Regions from separate parts of the Anas platyrhynchos genome. Here all the other regions are linked to region 1. Evidence: chromatin contacts called from public Hi-C data. All regions are on one chromosome and are shown on one strand. The core of a region is the stretch at or near the end of the contact, and the rest is flanking DNA. Distances in the headings are between cores, read along the strand shown. Region 1 has its middle 110 kb from the start of DCN. Region 2 has its middle 21 kb from the start of PLEKHG7. Region 3 has its middle 55 kb from the start of PLEKHG7. Region 4 holds the start of BTG1 (BTG anti-proliferation factor 1).

What was found. Hi-C and Micro-C count contacts between places; a contact is called where the count stands out from the background.
Region 2: a contact with region 1 is called in a Hi-C map of subcutaneous adipose tissue, with 3 times the contacts expected there. The contact joins two enhancer-like sites. A contact is called at or near these places in 6 of 8 Hi-C or Micro-C datasets (F1 follicle, F5 follicle, skeletal muscle and 2 more).
Region 3: a Hi-C map of subcutaneous adipose tissue shows a contact between it and region 1, with 2.8 times the contacts expected there. The contact joins two enhancer-like sites. A contact is called at or near these places in 2 of 8 Hi-C or Micro-C datasets (liver and subcutaneous adipose tissue).
Region 4: a Hi-C map of subcutaneous adipose tissue shows a contact between it and region 1, with 4 times the contacts expected there. The contact joins the promoter of BTG1 here to the enhancer-like site in region 1. A contact is called at or near these places in 3 of 8 Hi-C or Micro-C datasets (liver, small yellow follicle and subcutaneous adipose tissue).

What each region holds. Positions count from the first base shown.
Region 1 is chr1:48,291,033-48,294,297 of IASCAAS_PekinDuck_T2T, reverse strand. No RefSeq gene overlaps it. Among named protein-coding and RNA genes, the nearest start is that of DCN, 110 kb to the left of the region's middle. Within about 2 kb of position 1,572, at least 5 of the 8 cell types and tissues checked have an H3K27ac peak or open chromatin away from gene starts, as enhancers often do. A contact at or near this core is called in small yellow follicle and subcutaneous adipose tissue, where this site is marked.
Region 2 is chr1:47,851,110-47,854,374 of IASCAAS_PekinDuck_T2T, reverse strand. No RefSeq gene overlaps it. Among named protein-coding and RNA genes, the nearest start is that of PLEKHG7, 21 kb to the right of the region's middle. Within about 2 kb of position 1,629, at least 1 of the 8 cell types and tissues checked has an H3K27ac peak or open chromatin away from gene starts, as enhancers often do. A contact at or near this core is called in subcutaneous adipose tissue, where this site is marked.
Region 3 is chr1:47,885,975-47,889,239 of IASCAAS_PekinDuck_T2T, reverse strand. No RefSeq gene overlaps it. Among named protein-coding and RNA genes, the nearest start is that of PLEKHG7, 55 kb to the right of the region's middle. Within about 2 kb of position 1,614, at least 4 of the 8 cell types and tissues checked have an H3K27ac peak or open chromatin away from gene starts, as enhancers often do. A contact at or near this core is called in subcutaneous adipose tissue, where this site is marked.
Region 4 is chr1:48,028,580-48,031,844 of IASCAAS_PekinDuck_T2T, reverse strand. BTG1 (BTG anti-proliferation factor 1) reads right to left here and starts at 1,615. Exons shown (of 2, transcript XM_027451891.3): 1 at 1,245-1,615; 2 at 1-304. The coding sequence starts at 1,392.

The DNA.
Region 1 (3,265 bases), core at 323-2,822:
TGTTCAATGGCATGTAAAAACTTCACTAAAATAATGTTTCTGACTATATCAATGTTCTGGCAATGACAGAATAAACAGCTTTTTTTTTTTTTTTCCAGGCAGATTTTAAATCCATGGGCCACTTTTTTGAAATTACATCCAAACATCGTTGCAGCAGACTTTGTTCTTTTGTTTCGCTGCTGGTTCGGTATGTCCTACTGGCAACTGAAAAGCATCCGTGGGGATGGAGTAATGAGGACCAGGATTTCAGCCCAGCCTGACACTGACCATCACTTAAGGGCTGATGACTACAAGGAGCAGCCGGGCCAATTCTGCTCTGACATTGCAAGGTTTGTCAGGGAATACTTCTCACTACAAAATGAATGGCTGTTGGCTGACAGTCTGTATTATTTTGCAACATTTTCCTCTCAAGGTGTCCAAAATTTGATCTCAGCACACACTGTCAGCGAAATCCTTTCCTGCACTGTAGGGCCAGCACAAGACCTGTGGCTCAGTTTACTCCTTTGGAGGGCTGCAGGTTCACTCCACACACATCTGCATTTCACCCCTTCTTTCTATTTTTGTAAGCAGGATGCTACAAAGCCCAAACAGCCATCTATAGTTATGCAAGGACCCCCCAAAAAAATTGCCACCTGTGTCTACACACCCAAATATTTAGATGGCCAACTAACCTCTTAAAATTTGTATCAGGGTCTTAAAAACTTGCTGAGCAAGCCCTGTAGCCCTGTTTTTGTTTGTTTGTTTGCTTTCCTGGGCATTTTTGGAATATATTGACTTACTCTTTTAAACCTTTGCCTAAATATTGGAAGAACAGTTTTCTTTATCATATTTTAGTCTTTCCTTTTCTAATCTGGGGGTGCTTCTTCACCCCTGCACTTCGCTGCACGCTGCAGCACATGCCTAATCCCACTGAATTAATGGGTAGATGAAAATGCTTTACAGAATGGTGGAACTGTGTGAGAACTTGGAAAAAATGCAGCTCAAGTTGCCTTGAATATTTGAACCTTCCAAAATATTCGATGTATGTATTTTTTTAAGAGTTTATGTCCAGTCTTGTTTCTCAGTAAATTTTAATTATTAGTGACCAACAACCTATCAGAAGTACACCAGGCACAGCCAGCTACACTATGTGACTTTATTAGACCAGTAGCTTTGAAATAAACCTAAAAAACAGAGCATAGCCGACATTTGTAATCCCATTTTGCTCTTTTGCCGATTTGCCAGGGACGCCGTGAACCACCGTGCAATACCCGCAGTAATTTCGGGCGGGCAGCAGTCAGTTCGCACTCAGCACCTGCGCAGGGCGCTTGGAGGCCGCAGAAAGCCAGGCTGGAAGGCCACAGCCCTTCCTGGGGCTCTGACTCCGACTCAAGTGCCGTTTTGTAACCGAGTACTTCTGGTTTCAGCACCTGCCTGAGCCGGCACCGGGTGCTGTTGTTCCTCCCCTCCCCTCCCCTCCCCTCCCCACAGCGGGTGCCTGGAGGCCTCCTCCCCGCCGCCCCCCCCCCAACCCGGCCGCCGCGGCCCCGCTCTTTGTTCAAGCCAAAAATAGACGGCGGCGCCTGACAACGGCCTCCCGATTGGCTGCCGCCGGCGAGCCGCCAGCCAATGGGAGGCGAGCGGGCTCCGCCGCTGCTCCCGACGGCCTCTGGGGGCCGCTGCCCGCCCGCCCGGCGCGAGTTGGCCGCCGCCGCCCGCCCTTTTCGCCAGGGGGCGCCCGCGCCTCGCTGCCTCGCGCCCTGAGGGGCCGCGGCTCCGCAGCCCCCTCAGAGCGCCCCCGCGGGCTGCCAAGAGCGGCTGCTGCTGCTCGGCCCCTGCAGCGTGTCTTACCCTACTCGTGTCTGTAAAACAGCCCAGCTCTGTGTGGCTTCGGCCCCTTCGCAGGAATCTCGGAGTGGTTTGGGTTGGAAGGGGCCCTAAGGGACCCGGTCCATCGCCCTGCTGTGGGCAGGGACACCTCCCGCTAGGTCAGGCTGCCCGCAGTCCCACCCCACCTGGCACGTCCAGCTGTTTTCGTACATCTTATAGATGCTAGAGGCATTTCACAGAATTCTCCGTGTACTGTAGTACCCCAGGTGACAAATGTCATGAACTGGGGAAACAGCAGGCAGCTGGAAGGACCAAAAGGGGGTAGAAATGTCATTGTTCTATGAAATTACCAAGAACCGGTGTTAATTGCAATGGAGAATTGGGAAGGTATCTCCAAATCTACTTACAGATAAAGTACGTGTGCAATATACAACAAATGCATCGAACCAGTCATTCCGCTGGAAGGAAGCACCGCTTTTGTATATAAATCATATATAGGCATATGTTATATTAAAAATAGCGTTTGATATTTGCTGATTCCCTATCATCATCGAAAGAGTGCTGGGGGAATTTGAAAGGCAGAAGCAAGAGCTGATTAGCAGGGTGCTGTGTCCTAATTTATTCAAGTGCTGTATAACACCTCTGGGACTGTTAAAAGATCTCAGTCTCGAGGAGTGATTTTGATTCTTTCATATCTCTTTTCCAGAACCTCTTTTTTTTTTTTTTTTTTTTTTCTCGGGTGCCACACAGACTGAGCATCACAAGGGTGCGAGTGCAAGTTTAATAAAGGTAAAAACTGTAAGGAAGGGAAGTGAAAGAACACTTTCAAAGAAATTTGCATCTTCTGATTTTCACTGAGGCTGTGCCTTGATTCATGACAGTAGAAGGAGGCAACCAGTTTTATGTTCTGATCCATTTAAACTAAAGCTTTGAAAAGTCATTATTTCCTGTGACTTTTACGTTAAACACATATAACCTTCAGTGCATGAGCAAGTCATTCTTTGTCTTGTCCTTATGAAATGTTGGTATCAATTTATAATTTACATGCTACTTGCCTGCAGTCTTTAGCAGGAGAAAAGTTAACTGTCCATAATGCAAAGGATATCTTAATTATAAAAGGAAAAAACCTTATGGCAAAGAGTGTAGCCAATAATTACCTACTGCCAAAACGCATGTAAAATGCGTGTTAACTGCTGGGAACAGGAGAAAGCTGATTTCCTGGTGTGGCAGTTTGAGGCTTCTAGCATGAAGATAAAAAAAAATAAATAAAAATCATTGTTTACATTTTCTATTAACTTCAGATGAAATGGTGTTTTTTGTGTGCTGATTTCATTCAGGAGAAATAGCATAATAACTCTGGCACAGGTAATTCAAAGGTGGTACAAGTTACATACAGAGGGACCATTCTCCATGTGGGTATATACCCTTCTGAGGGCTTGTATCACCCCTTGCAGCT
Region 2 (3,265 bases), core at 380-2,879, 440 kb after region 1:
CATTTTACTGCTTTTATGATGCACTCAGAGTCATTAAACTGATCTTATGATGCACTCAGAATCATGAAACTGACACAAAAAATTTAGGACAACATTGTTCTTGGACAATAGATAAAACCTAAGAAGATTTCCAGAAGAGTCCTTCTGACCCACAATTGTATTATTATCTCAAGGAATTATTTCAAGGCATATTTGATCAAGCTGATGAGTTTTACTGTTTGCCATGTTGTTACTTCACAGCATATGCTTGTACATGAATTACACATTAAGAACAATGTGAATACCAGTTTAAGAGTGCTTTGTAAGGGCTATTATTTATAGTGGAAGTCAATATAAATTCATGATCATATAGTTAGGAATTTCCTTTCTGAAAACTGTATTATTTCAAAAGCAATTAATTCATCTCATGGTGGCAAGTATTCAAAGAGAAGTATAACAGGTAAGCAAATGAAGAGGTAGATCTACATTGTCATCTAGCAGTCTTTTAACAACAGAAAACTGCTATATCTTTATAAGATTCTAAGGGATACTTATTCTAAGTTGTGTGTATGACTAACATGCACAGGATCTCACAATATCAATAGTGGCAATGTATTTTAGAAGCTATAAGTAAATCATTCTGAAGGAAAACAAAATAATAAGATTTCTGCCAACCAGTTCTTGGAAAATAAACCACATGTGTACAATTTGTGAAACAAGAAGGCAGAGTTTCCGTTAAATCAGCTCATCTGAAACATCTATAATTTTTGTTTGGCTCTCAACAAGTACAAGAGTGTATAGAGAGGCTACAGACAAACCAAGTGGCCGCTGGGAGGTTACGATCATCCTGCTGAAGCTCTATTTTAGGTGAACAGCCAGCCAAAATCATGACGTATAAATGCTTTGTGGTATTCTTGTATGCTGGGACTGAGATGGACCTAAAATACAATAAACCATCCCACAAGGATGAATTTTAATCACATTAACATGTTTGGTAACTCAGCCATGCTTTGAATCTAGTTTGGGCTTGCCGGAATTATGCATATGAATATAAATAAAAACAACAGCAGCCACATTTGCAACTCACTGGTGTGCACTTGAGATTGTTACCATATGATCTATATCTGCCCAGAACAAGAAAGATCCCGCTCCTAATAGCACTTATCTCCTCATTCCTCCCTCCCCCAGCTTTTCAAAGGGAGTTCATCAGTGTAGCTACTATTCAATTCAGTGACACTGAGGGGTTTCTAGAAAACAAAGAACTGAAGTAGAAAGCTTTCTCCTTTCCAAAATGAAGGATCTTAACAAATATTGGGAATATTGCTAGATTAAAACTTTAAACCTGGTAAATTTCCCCCTTTACCCTGAGAAGCTTTTATTTAATGTGCAAATACAAAGGAAACAATAACAGGAAGAAAGAGAAAGAAATGCAGCATTTTGTGATACTGTCCACAGTGTTATACAATGTGGCTTGCTATAATGTAATAAATTGTTTCAGATGTTAACTGGGATGTTTTCTTCATCTATGCATCTTTTTTAAATGTCTTATTACAAACTCTTTCGCTTTCAAAGTTCATTCATCAGGAGAGCTTTTATTATCTGACTGATAAGTAAACAGGAGGGAAAACATCAAGAGGCCCAAGCTATTGTATGTCACTGGGCAATGTCTTACTGCCACCTTGTGTTGAGCAAAAATATGAATAGCTCATATTTCATAGACTTTTCAACAAAACAAAACAGAAAAAAATACTCAGAAAATAAGCATGAAGGAAAACCTTCAGAAAGGTATGCATGTCTGTAAGAATACATATATAATGTTGTAAAACTGGTTTTGAGATCATAAAAAGAGAAAAATGCTTGATTTTCAGTTCAAATTTGTCTTCACAAACATGTGGCAGATGTCCACTAATGATTAACAGCCTTTTGGCTCTTATAAGCTGAAAAAGGGAAATTATTTTTTCCTGGGAAAATTAATGGACATTTATTATTTTGTTCCCTGTGCAGATTTTTTTTTACAGTTACATCGTGAATAATGGGATTTCTTACAAGCTAGAGAGATTTTATCCTACTCTAAGGCTATTTTTCAAATATTGCAAACAAGTTTTCACACATCAGTACATCCAAATATTGAAAAATTCCTACAGTGCTGCAGCTTCTTACATTTTGGAATAAATCCTTGTGCTGCAGACAACTTTCCCACCCACCAGATAAATCATACACAATGACAGGATTGGTCCTTGAACTTTAACAACTTTCAAAATCATCACTCGAAGAAAACCTCTCTTATGGTAGCTTCACAGAGATCAGTTTTCCTTGTGAAGCAATCACTACAGCAACATGTATATACACTCACACACGCGTAGATATGTACAAAGCCAAGAGATGGCAAGCTGTTCTGCAACAAACACTTTACCTTGCAGAATTATGATCAAAGAACACAGTTCATCAAATGTGTATTAAAGATGCTAGCATTACTACAGTTCTGCTCTCTGTCCATCGTTAATAAAAACTGCTGTCCCTGCTGATGGCTCACTGGACACTCTCCTTTATTCTTTAAATTAGTTGTTTGCAATTTGTCATTTACAGATCCACAAAGTCCTGTGGGCTATTTCTAAGATGTCTACAAAATAAGAATTTTATGAAGGGCATGTTAATATATTGTTTTATAATTAACTATATATATACAGTTTTCAGAAACTTCTACATCTACATTAACTATCCACAAACTCCCCCTGTACTCGGCTCTGGTGAGGCCGCACCTCAAGTACTGTGTTCAGTTTTGGGCCCCTTGCTACAAGAAGGACATCGAGGTGCTTGAGTGGGTCCAGAGAAGGGCGACGAAGCTGGTGAGGGGCCTGGAGAACAAGTCCTACAAGGAGCGGCTGAGGGAGCTGGGCTTGTTCAGCCTGGAGAAGAGAAGGCTCAGGGGCGACCTTATTGCTCTTTACAGATACCTTAAAGGAGGCTGTAGCGAGGTGGGGGTTGGCCTGTTCTCCCACGTGCCTGGTGACAGGACGAGGGGGAATGGGCTAAAGTTGCACCAAGGGAGTTTTAGGTTGGATGTTAGGAAGAACTTCTTTACCGAAAGGGTTGTTAGACATTGGAACAGGCTGCCCAGGGAAGTGGTGGAGTCACCATCCCTGGAGGTCTTTAAAAGACATTTAGATGTAGAGCTTAGGGATATGGTTTAGTGGGGACTGCTAGTGTTAGGTCAGAGGTTGGAGTCGATGATCTTGAGGTCTCTTCCAACCTAGAAATTCTGTGATTCTGTGAAATTCAAAGATCT
Region 3 (3,265 bases), core at 365-2,864, 410 kb after region 1:
GTTTTTCAGTGTTCCTTTCCTTTTTTTTTTTTTTTAATAGAGAGAACTTTGAAAGGTGTATTTCCAGTTGTTTAGCTTGTGGTTAGCTTTTTTTAAGTAGTTGCATTCTTAAAAGAAAGCTTTTGTCTATGGTTTCAGTCTGACAACAGCTCTGATATGTTTGGGTTGTGGATGCTTTGGGTTTCAGTGTGTTTCACAGATCATCGTTTTTCTGATGTCTGGTAGGTTGGAGATGGGCAGTGGTTAAATACAGGTGCATACACTAGATACTTTAAGGCATTCAGAACGGATCAACACCTTTGGTACAGTCTGATGCCCATTTCCTTGCATGTGTTCTTTCCCACTCTGCCTGTCCCAAGTAAACTGTACTACAACAACCATACTTCCTCTGCCTTATTTAAAGATGTTTCAAGATCATGTAGTTCACAAATGAGAGAGACATGTTTGGGGTTTGGTGGTTATTTTTACATTTTTTTTCATGATTCATCTCTAATTTAATAACAGAGGCCAGAGAGCACTGATCACCCCTTAACAACCAAACTGTAGGTGGAATGCATTGTAGCTTACAGGACTAGCTACTTATAAGTATATTCCCTTAAATGGCTATGCAAATCTCCATTAAACAGTATCTTTTCCAATTCATCTACCAAAAAGGAAATTAAATAATAATCCAGTACTGCCACACTGCACTAGTTGTGTTAGCTGAAAGAAACCACAATACACTGGATGTCTTCAGAGTCTTGGTCTAAAGAAGTCTAACAGGTTAATTGATGCTTCCTATTAAGCATATAGAAAGTTTAATTGTTGTCATGCCAAGTGTTTATACTAACTAATCACTAAACTGTAATTTACCTGTTTTTTAATTCTCTTGAATTTGCCAGATTAGAGACTGATTTTGTCAGACAGTCTAAACCTAGTGTTCTCAAACCCAGGGACCCACGTTAAGATGAAAAGATGCAGAGTATCGATCACTACAACTTCTCTTCACATTCTACATCTCCAGTTCATCACAAGTGGCCAAAAAAAAAAAAAAGATACACTTTGTTTTTATTTCAGAAAACTATCAAAGTAATTGCCAGATATTTATTATATATATGGATATAAATCTTTTGAAATATCATTTCAATTTGGAGGGATCTGTGTTCATGGCTGATTTACAGAGCATAGTTAATGCCTAATTATTTCATTTTGCCTTTTGCCAGGGTATGAATAATTCATGACCCTTCTTTAACAAAACCAAGAACAGGTTGATTCATGATCTTGATCCACAGCCAGAATTATGAAAAATGCACGAATATTGGAAGAGTTCAGGACTGGGAAGAAGAGGCTTCACTTTCTACCTAGATTATTCACGTTAGCATCCAGAGGTTATATAGTAACTATGCTGAGTAAAGGTGGAAAGAATATGCGATGTATTACTTGCAAAACACTGCTGAAACCTTTGCATTAAAGCTATCCATCAGGCTCATAACCAACAGGTCTATCTTCACAGTACCATTGCTCAGGCATTGACTGTGGATTTGTTTTTGTTGGTGAGTCAGAAAGGTGATCATGATCCAAGGAGACAGTATCTAGAAGATAAATTTATTGCTCACATTGCACCCTCTACTGTCTTATTCCTATAAATGCTCTGGGCAAGGTCTTCTGGCTGTGTTACAGTGGTGTGAAACACCACAATGTGCAGTAAGACAAGCAAGTAACCAAGGGAGAAGATGCCAAAGTAAAGGAAAAGACCACACAGAAAATCTGCATGAGAAGAAACTTATAGAACAAAATCAGAAGTAAGGAATGTGTTCATTAACTGACTGTCTGTTAAGCCCTAGCCTTTAATCCTGACTGCATTACAGTTCAATGGGAAATCCTTTTAAAGGAAGTCAGCAGGACAGTGCCTATAAAAATGCAGTCCATAGTATTAGGAAGCCCATCTGCCTTCTTAGACCATCAGATATATTTGAGGTTCAGATATATGCATCAGAGGTCAATGCATCAGAGTAGCTCTGTGGTGTACAGGGGTCATTGCTATGAAGAATTAGACAGCGGATCTGGTTGAGTATCATAGGTCAAAAAGATCCATCTTCCAGGTTAGTAAGATGGGTATAAGCACTGGAACAGGCTGGAGACTGGCTAGTTTGTTACCTTACATTACAGCCCAGCCAGCAGCATACAGTGACAGGGTATATATTTCATCATCAGCACACACTGTCTTGTTAATCAATGTGCCAACCAGACACTGTCCTATGTTTAACCACTGTATGTTACTGAATACAACACCCATCCTAAAAAAGCTCAGCCTGCTCCTAAGATCCTACTCCCAGCTCATTGCTGGTGTCCCAAGAGAGAGAGAACTTCCCGTTTAACCTAGTTGACTTGTTAGGCTGCAAGGAGCAATCCAGAGCATGACACCACAATTTACACCCTGATGTCAAGTATCTGAAGTTATGTTACACAATATAGAGAAGAATCCATCTCTAGAGTCTGCCCACCCTCACTGTGGTGTATTAGCCAGGCGAATTCGTACATCTTGCCTGGTATCTGACATACCTTATTGACTAGAGAGGGAACACAGTTAATGAACTTAGACTAGAGGGCTAGATTTCAGGTGGTTCACTTGGGGAAGAATGGATCCCACTCATAAGGGCCTACCCTGCAAGGCTTGCAATCCAAAAGGACATGCTATTACAAGCACGTCATAAGGAGAAAAGGCAGCAGGAAAAGAATGGAAGACCAGATCTGCATATAGTTATGTTACTTACAAATGTAGCTGATAAGAAATATGTAAAAACAGAGAAAATATGAAAGAGATTAAGTCCATGGTGATAACAATTATAACTCTGTATCATGAAAGAAAAGTACATTCCAATCTTCATTTCACTTTAAAACAAATAAATAATTTTTAAAAACAAAAAAATTACCAAATGTTCTTCTGATCCCACTTTAGTTATTGTAAATATAGTGTTATTCTATACATGCCATTGGAGAAAATATCCACTGGAGTGGGAGACATGGCTTTCAATTTCAATCTCCAGGCAACATTACAGAAGACTCAGCAATTCCAGAGCAGTGGTTATCAAAAGGCAGTGGGTGACAGCCTACATAATCCTGTTTGCAACTGTACCCTCAGAGTCAGCTTTCCACAAGAAAGGGCTTAAAATGGAAGCTGGTTCAGACTTTAATTTATTGCAGCCAGACATAGTAAATAAAATCAAAAGTTTGATCTTCTTGGAAACTGAGCAAATTGGCAGATGTGCCACAGTTCTTTCAGAAG
Region 4 (3,265 bases), core at 366-2,865, 260 kb after region 1:
TCCTCCTTACAGCTTATTCTGCTGTCTACCATTTGCATGTTGGTGTTATTTTGGCTACCTCCTGCTGGTGCAGCTTCGTACAGCACGCAGATCGAGCCATCCTCTCCAATACGATAGGACACTTCATACGGGTCAACCCATAGAGTGAGTTCGCTTGGAAGAAGCTGGAACAGTTCCTGACTGCTCAATCCAATCCGCTGTGCTGCCTGTCCAATGAGAGGATCCATTTTATGGTTGATCCGGATACATCGGTAACCTGATCCCTTGCATGGCTTTTCTGGGAACCAGTGGTGTTTGTAATGTTCTACAAAATAAAAAAATAAAAAAAAAAGATTATCCTCCTTAATTCTGTCTTCACAAGGTTTTGCAGCGATCAGTGTTCTCTTGCATAGTTTCACAACTCTAGATGTTGAGACGCTTATTATTTTAGAATCAAATGACCTGAAAAATCATCATGGCTTCTATTTTGCTGATGATTTACATGAACGCAGGGTCCCTTGGGGACCACGCACGCACAAAGTTATTGTTTCATTCTACCATACATGGAGAACAATGTCTGCCATCAGAAAGGAGTGAGATGTAACTTCCTAGTATTCATAAAAATACATGTAACGAGGATCTTGCATACAAAGCAGAGAAGTTTGAGGGCTTTGAAACGCCACGAACCAAGGTTAAAAAAAAAAAAAAAAAAGTGCCTTTTCAGCATAATTTGGGAATCGCAGCCAGGCTTAGTTCCTCACGTCGTAAGAGTGACTAAAAATAAACAGGGAAGCGGCTGGGCAGCGTGTATTGACTCAGGCTGTATTTCACCAGCACTCTTCCCGGCCACTTTTCCGGGGCGAGGTACCCACGGCTTCACTTACCTTTGGACTTTTCCCCCTCCCGACACCCCAAGCTCGGCGGTACCCGCGGCACAAGGCACCGGCCCCCGCCAGCACCGCCTGGGCCCCGCTCTGGGCGCTACAGAGCCTCGGGGGCAGCCGGGATCCGGGCGCCACCGACCCCAACCGGAGCCTGAGGGCGGCCGCGCGGTGCCTCCAGAAGAGGAACCGGGCCCCGTCCTGCCCCGACGGCTCCTCACGGGGGCGGAACCAGCCCCGAGAGCGACCCGGGGGCCCCGCGGCCGGGCTTTGTCTGCGGAGCGGGGCGGATCGGATCGGGGTGTGTGTGTGGGGGGGGGGGGGGCTCCGCGCACAGCCCGGGGGGCGCCCGCTGCCCCTCGCTGCCGGGCCGCCCTCCCTCACCTGCCAGCAGCTCCTGCAGGCTCTGGCTGAAGGTCTGCAGCTGCCGCTCGTTCATCAGCCCCTTGGTCCGCAGGAACTTGGAGATGAAGCCCACGGCCGCGGCGATCTCGCGTATCATGCTGGCCCGGGTGTACAGGGCGGGATGCATGGAGGCGGCGGCCGGCGGGGGCGCTCGGTCGGGTCGGGTCTGGTCGGGTCGGGACGGGACGGGTCTGGTCGGGCCGGGCTCGGCTCTAACTGGGCGAGGCGCGGGCGGCGGCGCCCAGCTCACATGGCGGGGGCGGCAGCCTCCGCCTCCTCCTCCTGCGGCACGGCGGCAGCGGCGGCGGCGGCCGCGGCAGCGCTGCCCGCATCTCCTGCGGCGCGGGGCGAAGGGAGCCGCCCGCCGCGCGCCGCCTCTTATAGCCGCCCGCGGTAGGAAGTGGCGTCGGGGAACCGGGGGCGCGCCGCCGCCAATGGGGCGATCGCACCATTGTGACGGAGCCGGGCGCAGGGCGGGGGCAGAGCGGGGAGGGGAGGGGAAGGAGGGGAGGGAGGGGAGGGAGGGGAAGGGGGGGTGGGGGTGACGTAATCGGTTGTAAACAAATAGAGCGGGGGCGCGCGGCGCGCGGGGGTGCGCAGGGCACGGCGCCGCGCTGTATCCGGGGAGAGCAGCGACACGTCAGCCGCACGGCCCGCGGGAGCGCGCCCCGCCGCGGCACCGGGCGGGCTGCTGCCGGAGAAGGGTGGGAGAAGGGAGAGGGGAAAGCACCCCCGCGAGTGCAACGCCAAAGGGGGGATGAGAACAGCAGCGTGTTCTGTGGAGAGCTCCAAGTGCGGCTTTTTTTTTTCTTTTTAAGGTGGAAAATTCGCTCTTCCCCTCGGTTATTGCACACCCTGCTCCTACGCGAAGCTGCAAATGCAACGCAGCCTGGTGTTTTGGTGTTTACATGTTCGCTGCTTCCAGCCGGAGAGCAGAAGCACAACCACTGGAGGCACATTTAAAAAAAAAAAAAAAGTCTTTTTATTTTTTTTTTCAGCAAAAATAAATTAATAACGAACTACATAAAAATAAATCAGTGAAATAATTTGAATAAAAGGTGAAAATACAGCACTTGGGGTGGTGTGATGTTGGAGGTGTACCTGAACAGCGCTTCCAGCCTGCTTCTCCGCGCTCAGGAGCGATTCTATCCCAGGCACTCAGCCTCAAGGGGCTCTGGCTCTCTAAGCACAAGAGGGATCTGCAAAATACCTTCAAAAGATAATCTTGGGAGCTTAAGTCCACAGCTTTACTGCATACTAAAAACCTTGGTGTACTTTCAGAGCGCGGTCTCATCTATTGTTCCGCCACCAACCTCTGAGTATATCTCGTTAGCGATCACAGGCTGTCCTGTCCTGTGAGAAGGGAGGAGCTGGCAGGCTGACCCCTTTTCTTGCTGCTCCACAGGTATCAGCCATCCCTTCTTCCCCAGTGCTTCCCCAGCATGTGTAAGAAACAGCCAGAGCAGCCATTTCTGATCAGGTTGGCATTTGCTGTTTCCTTTCAGACCTCAAAGCAGCAGATGACTCTCTTTTACAACCAGGTCAGTCAACCTACAGGAAAAGCCCACTTCTCTCATACAAAATTGACCTTACTGACAGAGCTTCTCAGTTACAACAAAATAACTACTGGAAATAGTTTAACAACAACAAAATAATAATAATAATGAGTGTAACATGCATGTGGCACTTGCCACCTCTGCTTGGATCCAAGCTTCATCTGGGCCAGTTTCTCAGCTCCCCTCCTTAGTGCCAACCAGCATCAAACACTCAGAAGGAGTTTTAGGAACTCCAAAGTAGATAAGTGGTCTTATGTAGGAGCACCCTAAAACAGGTTTAACAAGCTCTCCTCAGCTTGCCACAGCTGTTATGGAGAGCAAGACTGTTCAGATCAGATTTGAATCATCATACTTGAATTTTACATGAAGAAAATGGCAGCATGCACCTTGTCCCACACTCTGTGAGAGAGGGAGAAATTTCATTTTTTTTTTCATTTTTATTTT